Regions from separate parts of the Arachis hypogaea genome. Here region 1 is linked to region 2. Evidence: chromatin contacts called from public Hi-C data. All regions are on one chromosome and are shown on one strand. Each heading gives the region's core, a stretch centred on a gene start, on an enhancer-like site or on the middle of the called end of the contact. The rest is flanking DNA. Distances are from core to core; before and after follow the strand shown. Region 1 has its middle 25 kb from the start of LOC112764509. Region 2 holds the start of LOC140180588.

What was found. A called contact is a pair of places that touch in the nucleus more often than the background predicts.
Region 1: a Hi-C map of an unstated tissue shows a contact between it and region 2, with 5 times the contacts expected there. The contact joins the enhancer-like site here to the promoter of LOC140180588 in region 2. A contact is called at or near these places in 3 of 8 Hi-C or Micro-C datasets (leaf and an unstated tissue).

The regions. Positions count from the first base shown.
Region 1 is chr17:42,860,113-42,866,287 of arahy.Tifrunner.gnm2.J5K5, reverse strand. No RefSeq gene overlaps it. Among protein-coding and RNA genes, the nearest start is that of LOC112764509, 25 kb to the right of the region's middle. Within about 2 kb of position 4,202, at least 1 of the 3 cell types and tissues checked has open chromatin away from gene starts, as enhancers often do.
Region 2 is chr17:42,544,722-42,551,040 of arahy.Tifrunner.gnm2.J5K5, reverse strand. It overlaps LOC140180588, which reads right to left and starts at 3,619. Exons shown (of 1, transcript XM_072221833.1): 1 at 3,086-3,619. The coding sequence starts at 3,619. The coding sequence ends at 3,086.

The sequences.
Region 1 (6,175 bases), core at 2,953-5,452, 310 kb before region 2:
TTAGTAAATAATTAATTAATAAATTAATTTTTATTTAAAGAAATTAAAAAATTAATTTTGATCATTTAGAAAGGTAAAAATAATTAAAATACAAATTTAGACACTAATTTTAAAATTTTTGATCCAAAAACGGACCAACGGACCGTGCCGATTAAACTAGACTTAAACTGGACCCAAGACCCAACATATATAAACACTAGAGCCAGCCTTCTTCCCCAAATGATAAGGGAAACACGCTGCACATTGATGGGGGGAGGGAAAGTAAAGAACCCTAACCCCATTTCAATCTTCCAACCTCCATGTCTTTCAATCTAGAGCTCCGATTGACTAGTCGTCAGTGGTCACACTTTTATCTCAAAATTCTCTACAAAGCCTATTAACCAATTTAGTAAGAAAATCTCAAATCTTCACTCATCCTTCCTCTCTTTAATTAGAAAATTTAGAATTTTGGGTTTGAGAGATTTTGTGATTTTGATGCTTTAGGCTTGAATTAGCTTGAGAAAATTATTGGGTTTTATTCTATTGGTACTTGAGAAAGGTAAGAACCCTTAAACCCTTTGTGGATTATTGAATTAGTAAGCTTGATGTTAAATATAATAATATAATGTGGAAATAGATTGAATTATGTCGATTTAGAGTCCAATTGGTGGTTGAACTTGTGGATTTGGAACCTTGGAAGCTGGAGACCAGTTTTGGTGTGATTTTGGTGAAGTGAAAGCTTGAGGAAACGGTGAAATTAAGGTGCTCTAGCATTAGGGAGAAATCAGCTAAGGTATGGTTTAGTTTTTTCATTGGTAACATGTAATGTGTCGTGAAAATTTAGGCTAAATGATCCTAAGATAGGTTGTATGGTATGTATGGTTGAGGATTAATGACTTGTGTTGATAATTATTATTTTGGTGGTTGAAATGTATATTGAATGATTGATGATGGTAAATGTTGAATAATAATGGTGATGAGATTGTGTGATGATAATGAATTATGAAAATGATGTTGCATAGAGAAGATTATGTATGGTTTGTATCGAAAATGATTGAGAGTAATTTGGTTAGGAGTTATTGATAACGAATAATGATTATGAGTATGGGTTTGTAATGGTTGTGAAAAGAGGTTATGTGTTTTGAGGTTTTGGTAGAAAATGAGGACTAATGTTGCTTTTGAAAAATCTAATTTTGGAACAACTTCAGTAAGCCATAACTCGGCTTCTGGACCCTCAATTTTCATCAAACTTGATTTAAATGAAAATTTAGATCCGTGAAGTTTATGCCGTTTGAAGAACGTATGAAAAATATTTTAAAACAAAAGAGTTATGTGAATTTGCAGTTTGGTGCGCGAAAGGTGAATTATGGAACTTTGCTAGTTTTTGGGGGAAAATGGAGAAATGCGTACGCGACTGGCACACGCGACATGGACGGTGGGCACTGCTCATACGTCTCATGTACGCAGAGCAATCCCATGTATGTGGACCCTCGCTTTTCACACCTCTATGTACGCGAGACACACGCACGCGCCGCAGGATTTCATTTCAGGTTCGCACATCCGCGTATGCGGGCAAGTGACACGTACGCGGGATGGAAGATTTTCAAGGCCGCGTACGCGAGCCCCCTTTTTTGCAGCACAAGTGAGTTTTTTTTTTTAGGTTTTACCAATTCTCTAGCTTCCAACCTCTTTTACCTATCCTTTTTGGTCCGATACCTAGCTCTTGAGTTTAAGAAGGATAGTAGACCCATAGAGGAAGTAGAGAAAAAAAGAACTTGAGTTAGGAAGTTGTAAATGTATATGAGGTGAATAACAGTTAAGTTGATATTGAATGAGCTGAGAAAGTATAGAAGGCTGAGTCTGAGATGTTTGAGGCTGAAATGATGCCGATTAATTGAAATGATGAATTATTATTGAAATATGATTGATGATTAAATGATTATGATTAATTTAGAAAGTGTGAAAATTTTTATAATTGACGAATATTGGCCATAAAGATATTGAATGAATGAATATGATAATTGAGGCCTGATTGAGATTGTTGATGTTGAGTATGTTTAAGTTTTTTCTCTATTTGTAAAGTGTGTCGGGTACTATATCCCATGAGTGTGTCAGGTACTATATCCTAAGAACGTGGCGGGTGCTATATCCCAAGAGTGTGTGAGCACTTTACCCTGGGAAATGTATCGGGCACTATATCCCAAGAGTGTGGTGGGAACTATATCCCAAGAGTGTGGCGGACGCTATATCCCAAGAGTGTGGGAACACTTTATCCTGGGAAATACGGCAGGCACTATATCCTATGAGTATGGCAGGTACTATATTCCAAGACTGTAACAGGCACTATATCCCAAGAGTGTGGAGCAAGTCAGAGAGACGATATCCGGGTTAGCTACCGAGTGTGTCTGACACGTGAACTCACGGCCAGTAGAAAAGGCATACATCATATGCATTTGTTTGTCTTGTTTGAGTTTGCATTACTTGGTTTGCCTATTTGAATATCTATGCTTACTTGCTATATGATTTTCTTGCTGTAACTGCATCCTTTTTGTGATTTCTTTCTCTGCATTGTATGTTTGTGCAACTGAGAGGCCCCTCGTTTGGCAGAGGAGTAACAAGAGCAGTTCCACCAGAGTTTTGGGGGATTGAAAGAAGACGAGATGCTAAGGGAATAAGTTAGAATTAAGTTAGAATTGAGTTAGGGTTAAGAGCCTTAGACAAACTACCCTGTTTATGGTTTCCAGTTTTAAATCTGAGTATCAAAGTTCTAGAATCGCCTCTGGCTTTCTTGGGACCTTATATATTATCTATGTGGGCACCTTTACCATGCTGATAACCTCTAGTTCTCATTCCATACGTGTTGTTATTTTTCAGATGCAGGTTGAGAGGCACCTCTTTGAGCTTTCTAAAGACTCTTTGGAAGTGAAGAACTATTTTGGATTTTAGGGTTTGTATTTTGCTGATGTATATATGTATATAGATTATCCGCTATGTATATTTTGCATTTTGTCCCTCCTAGAGGTTGACTTGGAGAAACAGGTTTGTAGCTTGTGTGTTGGGATTACTCTTTGGGGTTACATATATGTATATGTATATGTATACTCTCGTCAGCCTTTGCTTCACAGGTCGAGCCAAGAGCTTGTTAATTGTATCTTTGAAACTCTAATCTTATATATATGTATTATCCTTTTCCGTTTGACCTTATCTACCTTTATGCATTGATCCGATCGTGAGTGATGCGATTTCTGTTTCGTTTTTTATTACCTTATCTTTCAAGGCTCCTAGTTACAATTTCCTTCGGTTATATTATATTATGTATTTTTACTTTTAGAGGTCGTAGCGCCTCGCCACCTCTGATTTACGTCCTAGATGTAAAGCTCTGTATAGTAGGGTGTTACAATAATGCATCCAAAAAATTTGGCCTATAATCCTCTTAGTTCAAATGAAGCTTCTCATCCTCTTGATTCCAATGATAGTCAACCACAAGCTTATTCTAATATTTGGGAAAAAACAAACTTGTATTTAGGTTGCTGTTCTTTTTTGGTTTTAGCTATTTTAATTGTTGTGATCCTGATTTAAGTTCATGTTATTGATATTATTAATTTGGTAATTTGATAAATTATTCTTGAGGTGTTGTTTTTTGACCCTGTGATTATTACGTTGTTGTATTTTTGTCTAATTGTTTATTTGAACAATTATTCTGATCTAAGTTCATGTTCTTGATCTTGTTAATTTAGTAATTTGATAAATTATTGTTGAGATGCTATGTGATTGTTAGGTTGTTATATTTTTGCCTAATTATTAATTTGAATAATTATTTTGATTTGAGTTCATGTTCTCGAATTTGTTAATTTGATAAATTACTGTTATTGCAGTGCTATTTTTGATCTTGTGATTGTGATATTTAATTATTGAGTTTGTATTTACATGAGATTATAATATTACGGATGATGTAATATTTTTATTTAGATGACATTTTAAAGTTTATATTAGATTATAATTATATTTTAGTGTATTTATTTATTATTTTATTATAAAATAGTTATTCTAACTAAACTATAATTAAATTGATTGAATCAATAAACTAATGAATCAATAGCTAAAGAGGTTCAATGACCAATTCAATTTTTTTTCGAACTTGTAACTTAATAGAACATATCAAAGGCAGAGAGTAAGTAACCAGCAATAAAGCATGCCTATTAAATGGGCGAGGCCCAACAGTCTTTTTAAAAACCCAAGACCCAAAAAATAAAAAATAAACAAACGGATACCCATGAACCATTGCACTAAAATACGATCACATCTAAATTGAGATGAACTCCACGACCAAAAAAAATGAGATAAACTAAATTTGTGAGATTCAATTTGTTGATGGATTAATTTAGTTTTTTTTTATTTTATTTTATTTGTGGACTTGGGATTAATTTAGTCTATTGAGGAACCAAATTGAGTCTCACTAACTCACTTTTTAGTGTGTCGTATCAGCTAGCCATTTTGTTAATTGAATTAGTGACTAAGGGACCAATGTGGTTTAGAGTTATAAAACTTATTAATCAAATTGCATTGAACATTTTTAAAAGAGTAAATATTTAAATTCATACTCAAAAAATTCAGATCGGGTATTTTAATCCTCGGCAAATTTTTATTCTCAAAAAATCTTTAAAAATTATTCTCGTAAGACAAATTAGTTTCTTTGTCACTTTCAATTAATTTTTTAATGTACATATTGGATAAAAAAAAATTTTCAAAAAATTTATTATAAAACAATTAAATTTTCAAAAAATACCACTCTAAGACAAATTATTTGCTCTTCAAAACGGCAGAAAAAAACCAATCTATTCAATAAAATTAATTTTCAAAAATTTTTAAAAAATAAAAATTTGTCTGGGATTGAATGTTTATTTTTTAAAAAAATTTTGGAACATTGAGTCTTATTCCATATTAGGAATACACTTTACTTTCTTAAGTATATCCTAGCTCGATTAAGAACCTTATCTCCACCGGTAGTTGTAGTATGTGGTTAAGCTATTTGTAACTTTGTATTTCTGCACCATCCTAGTTCTACCATATTTGTACATGATATATGAATTCGACCACAATTTATTAAAAGTATGCTTGCTTTTATATTATATATATATATATATATATATATATATATAAAATTAAAAAGCATGATTTTGTAAGTTTCAAAATCAATTTACCATTTCCATTAAAGTTAAGTATATCTTAATTCTATTAAAATTATCTTTTGTTTCAATTTTAAGCGTAGTACTCTTTCAAAATAATATATACATAAATAAAAAACAAGAAATAAAAGCAGAAAAATAAACTACATTTGGAAATAGTCATATAAAGAGTATTTATTAGAATTAAAAGTTATAAAACTATTTGAATGTAATAAATATAAGAACTTTAACTTTTTTTTTCTCTAATAATTAATAAATTATGATTAAATTATGTAATAAAAAAGTTCACTTCAAATTTAAGTTATTCCATGCATTACTCATACATCTCCAGTTTTTTTAACAATTGATAAAATACAGTGTGATCTATCACATTTGATTCTATGAGTGGGACCAGAAATAAATAAGAGAGAGAGTAATGAATGGTTAGATTGAACACTGTATACCATCCAGTTTTTTTCTCACTGGAGATGATCCACTCCCATCTAATTTGTTGTCACGTCATTAAAACTAGTGTGTTATTGCCCAAATAACTTTTTTATGTAAATAACCACCATAAATCCATAATCACCTTAAATAATACAAAGATTAAAAAAAAAAAAAAAACATTGATATGCCATATAATCTTTTCTACTAATCAACTACGTAAATGTACAAAATGGTGTACAGAATACCTTTTTCTCTAAAGTACACAATTCACTACTTGTGGCCACCAAATTACCAGCTTAACAAAGAAAATTAATAAAGTGAAAGTGATGGAGAATCAAAAGAGAACAGAGTACCGCATGTGATAACTGATAAGTGATGAGATGACTTGCTTCACTTTTGTGTCTACGCTCATATTACCTTTCATAATCTTATTAGGGTTTTTATTCGATTCCTTAGGCACTCACTAAACATGCCAATGGAGACTTTAGGTACAATTTTTGAAGCACGCCACATATCTATCTTACAAAAAATTGAGATAATTAATGACTATAAAAGTTCAGACCAACTACATCTTTCACAAGACC
Region 2 (6,319 bases), core at 2,370-4,869:
TTTGTGCCTCCCTTCGGATTTTCTTGGCTTCTTTTTCTTCTTTGGGTAGGGTGTCGAACTTTATGTATTCGATTAATGGGGTCATCCACCCAAGGTCCAAGCTGGATACCTCTAAGACATCTTGTTTAGCCTCTGTTTTTGTGACAGAGGGCTCTTAGAGAGTTTTCTGGATCAGGCTTCTGTTATTTTCCCCTGGCTTGGTACTTGCTAACTTGGAGAGGGCATCTGCTCTGCTGTTAAGATCCCGAGTTATGTGTTTGACCTCGGTCTCTGAGAATCGCCTAAGATACTCCAAAGTTTTGTCTAAGTACCTTTTCATATTAGGGTCTTTAGCCTGATACTCTCCGTTGATTTGAGAAGTCACCACTTGAGAGTCACTAAAGACCATTACTTTAGTTGCACTGACTTCTTCTGCTAGCTTCAACCCGACAATCAAGGATTCATATTCTACCTGATTGTTGAAGGCTGGAAATTCAAATTTCAAGGAGACTTCCATTTGGGTTCCTTCTTAGTTGACCAGTATTATGAATGCGCCACTTTCGACTTTATTGGAAGAGCCGTCCACATACAACTCCCAAGTTGTGGAGGCCTCCTCTTGATCTCTTGTATTTTTCGCCATGAAGTCGGTCAGGCACTGGGCTTTAATTGCTATCCGAGTTTCATTCTTTAGGTCAAACTCGGATAGTTTTATAGCCCATTGAACCATTCTGCCCGTAATGTCTATTTTTAGAAGAATTTTCTTCATGAGTTGGTTCATTCGAACTTTTATTGTATGAGTTTGAAAATAAGGCCGTAACCTTCGACATGCCACTATTAAGGCATACGCAAACTTCTCGAGTTTTTGGTATCTTAACTCGGGGCCTTGTAGAACTTTGCTAGTAAAGTATACAGGATGATGTCCGACCTCATCCTCCCGTATCAATGCTGACGCCATCGCCTTTTCAACTACAGATAAATATAGGACGAGTTATTCCCCGATTTTGAGTCGAGTCAGAACGGGAGGTTGGCTCAAAAATCTTTTGAACTCCTAGAAAGCTTCTTGCATTCAGGAGTCCATTCGAACTGGCATCCTTTTCTTAGTAGGAAAAAAAGTGGTAGGGATCTCAATGCTGATCCTGCTAGAAATCTGGAGAGAGTTGCAAGTCGGCTATTCAACTGCTTGACCTCCCTTAAACAGGTCGGGCTCTTCATTTCCAGAACTGCTCTACACTTATTGGGGTTAGCTTCAATCCCTATTTGTGTTAGCATAAACCCTAGAAATTTTCCAGCCTCCACTGCAAAGGTGTACTTTAAAGGATTCAATCTCGCCCCGTACGTCCTTATGGTGTTGAAGACTTGCGAGAGGTCGGTCGGGAGGTTAGCCTCATCCTTGGTTTTTATTAACATGTCATCCACATATACCTCCATTAAACTCCCAAGGTGAGGTTCAAACACCTTGTTCATCAACCTTTGGTATGTGGTTCCTGCATTTTTCAATCCGAAGGGCATGACCACATAGCAGTAATTCGCTCTAGGAGTGATAAAAGATGTTTTTTCCGGATCTGGTCTGTACATCGGGATTTGATTATATCTCGAGTACGCATCCATGAATGACAAGTATTGATATCCCGAGCTAGAGTCTACCAGGGTATCAATATTTGGAAGAGGATATGGGTCTTTTGGACACGCCTTATTCAAGTCGGTGTAGTCGACGCACATCCTCCACTTGCCGTTCTGCTTTTTTACTAGCACCACATTTGCTAGCCAGGCTGGATACTTGACTTCTCTGATAAAGCCGGCCTCTAAGAGGGCTTGTATTGGTTCTTTGACCACTTGAGCCCGTTCAGGACCGAGCTTCTGTCTTCTCTGTTGGATAGGTCGGGACCCTGGATATATCGACAATTTATGCGTCATGAGCTCGGGATCTATCCCGAGCATGTCGGAAGCTTTCTAGGCGAAGAAGTCAAAATTTTCTTGTAGGAGCCTTATCAGCTTCTGCTTCAAATTGGCTCCTATATTGGTAGTCTTCCCGTCCTCTTGCCCGATCTGTACTTCTTCAGTCTTTCTTCCGGGCTGTGGTCGCAATTCTTCCTTAACTCAGATGCCTCCGAGCTCAATAGTCTTCACCTCCTTGCCTTTACCCCTCAGGTTTAGGCTTTTGTTGTAACACTTTCTCGCCAGCTTCTGATCTCCCCTGACGGTTGTAATTTCCTCTGGTGTTGGGAATTTCATGCAAAGATGGGGGGTAGATACCACTGTTCCAAGCCGATTTAGGGTCGTTCTAGCTATCAAGGCATTATAGGCCAAGCCCACATCGACGACAATAAATTCGATGCTTAGAGTTTTGGATTTCATTCCCTTTCCAAAAGTGGTATGTAGGGGTATGAATCCCAGTAGTTTTATTGGTGTATCCCCCAGTCCAAAGAGGGTGTCAAGGTATGCCCTTAGCTCCTTTTCGTCTAATCCCAACTTGTCAAATGCTGGTTTGAACAGGATGTCTGCCGAGCTCCCCTGATCCACTAGGGTTCTGTGTAGATGAGCGTTCGCGAGAATCATGGTAATTACCACCGGATCGTCATGTTCGGAAACAATACCCTGCCTGTCTTCTTTGATGAAACAGATGGTTGGGAGGTCAGGTAGTTCTCTCCCGACCTGGTAAACTTCCTTCAGATGTCTTTTACGAGATGACTTTGAGTCCTCTCCTCCAGGAAACCCTCCTGAGATCATATATATATGTCATTCCGGAGTTCGTAGTGGCGGATCTCTCCGATCTTTCTCATCTCATTTCCTTTTTCCATGATTGTCTGACCTTTCCATGAGATATCTGTCAAGCCGACCTTCTCTGGCGAGCTTTTCTATCACAATCATTGGTAGAGTGCCCATATAACTTGTGATATTCATAGTATTCGCTACAACTTCCCCCCTTCTTGTTCTTGATAGGCCAAGGGGGAGGTACCTTTTCAGTGTGACAAATTTTTCTGTAAATATCGACTAGGGAAACTCGTAGGGGAGTGTAAGAATAATATCTTCTGGGCCTTTCAGACCCAACTTCTTCTTTCTTCTTGGGTTCCCTCTCCTTCTCCCTTGATGAGTGAGGGTGCCTGGATCACCAGCTCAGTTCCCATAATCTGGCATTCTCCTCCGTGTTGATGTACTTTTCAGCTCTTTCTTGTACATCGCTTAAAGAAGTCAGATGTCTTTTCGAGATGGACTGAGAGAATGGTCCTTCTCGGAGTCCATTTACTAGGCCCATGATCACTGCTTCCGTGGGCAGAACCTGAATTTTCAAGCATGCTTTGTTGAACCTCTCCATGTAGTCTCTCAGGAGTTCTCCGACCTCCTGTTTTACTCCCAGTAGACTAGGCGCATGCTTGACTTTGTCTTTTTGAATTGAAAATCGCATAAGAAATTTACGCGAGAGGTCGTCGAAGCTGGTGACCGACCTGGGGGGGAGGCTATCGAACCACTTCATCGCCGTCTTTGTCAAAGTCGTTGGAAAGGCTTTGCAGTGGGTAGCATCAGAGGCGTCGGCTAGATACATCTGATTCTTAAAGTTGTTGAGGTGGTGTTTCGGGTCGATAGTCCCATCGTACAGATCCATGTCAGGGCTTTTGAAGTTCCTTGGGACTTTTGCCCTCATGATGTCTTCACTGGACGAATCTTCTCCTCCCAATGGGGTATCTTCTCGGTCAACGCGAGAGCTCCTACCTCGGAGATTGGATTCTAATTTTAAGAGCTTTTCTTTAAGCCCTTATCGTCGCTCAACCTCTCTCCCTAGGTTTTTTTTCGCTTCTTGCTGTCGTTCCAATTCTTGTTCCAGCTGTTCTAGCCGCCCTTGGTGGCCGTGTAGCAGCCCCATGAGATCGGCGGAGTGAGGTTGTCCCTCCTTCTCTGGTTCGTGCACTTCAGAGGGATTCTTCTTGAGTCTTGCACACCTGAGGGACCTTCTATATGTTGTCTATCCGCTCCTTGCAGAGATATTATGGCTCTATTATTGTTGACTGCATCTTGATGCTCTTCCTCAGACTCCGATGTAGTGTGTCCGTCCTCGTTCTGGTCGTCCGCCATTATGAGTTGATCTCCCAGGTCCTCGGCAACGGTGCCAATGTTACATTGGTAACCTGAGATTGGTGGATTGGGCTTGGAGGATAGGCCCAAACGTTACAAGAAGGTGGCCTCTAACTTACTTTACGTCTAGGAGCCGCCGTCCGAGTTATGTACGTGAGAAAATGAGGGGGTGGCACTTTGATGCCTAAGTTAGCAAGGGGGTAAGCAAGTTTAGAGAGTATTGGAACTTAGAGATACTTGAGGGGTGTCAGTGTATTTATAGGTGATGTGCCAATAACCACCATTGGAGTAGTCCCACTTCTGAAGGTGGATAACCGTCCCTTTATCTCAGAGTTGTTGAGATATCTCTTCTAGAAGTGGGCGAGAAATTTTATGAGGCAGCTACTTATTTGAATAAGTGTTATTTGCCAGCTTAGGTCGAACCCGACCTCTTTGAGGATGTCCGGTAAACGGTAAAGGTCAACCTTTGGATTGGGCCTTTTTTAGCTTACTTAGGCCTGAACCATAGTATTGGAGTAGGGCATAAACAGATATTAATCTTTAAAACTTAAAAAATACTACGATCATAATTTAATCTAATACAATTCAATCAAATTTATCATATTATTAAAACATAATTTAAACATAAATTTAACATAATTTTCAAGCACATAAAATCACCAATGTACACAATAAAAAAAATAAAATAGAAATAGTTTTCAATAAAATAATATAAAATAATTTTTAAATACAAGAATATTTTATGAATTTCACCTTTTGCAAAAATTTAGGGGATCCCAATAAGACAAATATATATCTTTATCTTTGCCCCCATTTATTTGTGAGGGTGGATTCACTTGTAAAATAACTCGCAAGTATATCAAGAGAGTAGGGGTTTTGAACCCATCTTGAAGAGCTGAAGATGTATGGATAGGGTAGTTGTGACATTTTATTCTTTCGCTCATTTTTTGGATATTGAATCGTTGTTGGTGTAATGCTTTATTATTGTATGTTGTGGTGTTTTGCAAGGTTCTAGGGTTAACAATCTCTACGAGACAGATTGCTTTAGATACATTTTTTTTAAGGTTTAATTACTCTTAGTTTTTATAGTTTTATAGTTTTGTAAAATTTTTCATTAGGTTTTGATATTTTTTTTTAGTTAGGTCTTCACACCAATTTTTTTTAATTAGATCCTCCTTTATAGTAATTGACTTAATTAACCCAACTAAAAAAAAATATTGGTGTAAGGATTCAAATAAAAGAGAAAAAAAGTGTAGGGATCTAATTAAAAAAATAAATTAGTGCAAGGACTCAATTAAAAAAAAAAGTATAGAGATCTAATTAAAAATTTTGCGAAACTATAGAACCAAATAAACTTTTTTTAAATATAAAAAACACAATATAAAGAGGGCGTATTGCCACGTGTCGACCATGAAAGCATTCTATGGGTGGCAGATTGTCAAAAATAATACAAAAGAGGCGAATTCTTATTTTATCAAAATGGCGCTCTCAGCCTCCTATTAAACACCGTTTATAGATATTTTCAAGTAAAACTCTATCTTCTTACTAATAATGAAATAAAAAATTCTTTATATGAATTAAATTAAAATTTTAAAATAAAGCATTCTACCAATTATCTAACGTTTGATTGGATTGTTTGGTGATTTGATTTTAACAATTATGATTATATATGAAATTTATATCACAATGCAACCTGACCAAAATGGAATAAACGTCAGAGGAAGCAAGCGACCCAGTTTCTTGTCCTGACTTTTTTTCTCCCCTTCTTAATTACAGAAAAATCTAAATAAAATGCCATGTTTGATGGAAAAAGAATCAATGATCAAATTGTATCAAATGAAATGAGAATAATATTGAGATCGTTATCAGTATAAATTTTATTCCCACGTTTTCCACAACGTGTACAAATTAATTATATATTGTTTCCAACACTGTTAACTTAGTTATAGTAAGATTTAATTCTAATCACACACGGTTTTACAATAGCATTAATTGTTTTCTAATTCTGAGAGCATGAAATGTTGGTTGTAGTAGTTTGACTGTTTGAGTACGAGTTTAGTTTTAGAACATTCGATACGTTGTTAGTATAATGTTTTCAATATTCTCATTTTATAAAATTTATAATACACTTTCGGAAGCAATCATTATAAGAGATTAAAAAGAAGTGATAATGAACATAGCATACATAATTAACTTTTTTCCGGTAGAAGAAATGAAGAAAATTGACTGACAAGTGACAACAAATTCAGCGTACTTAGATAAATTAAATATG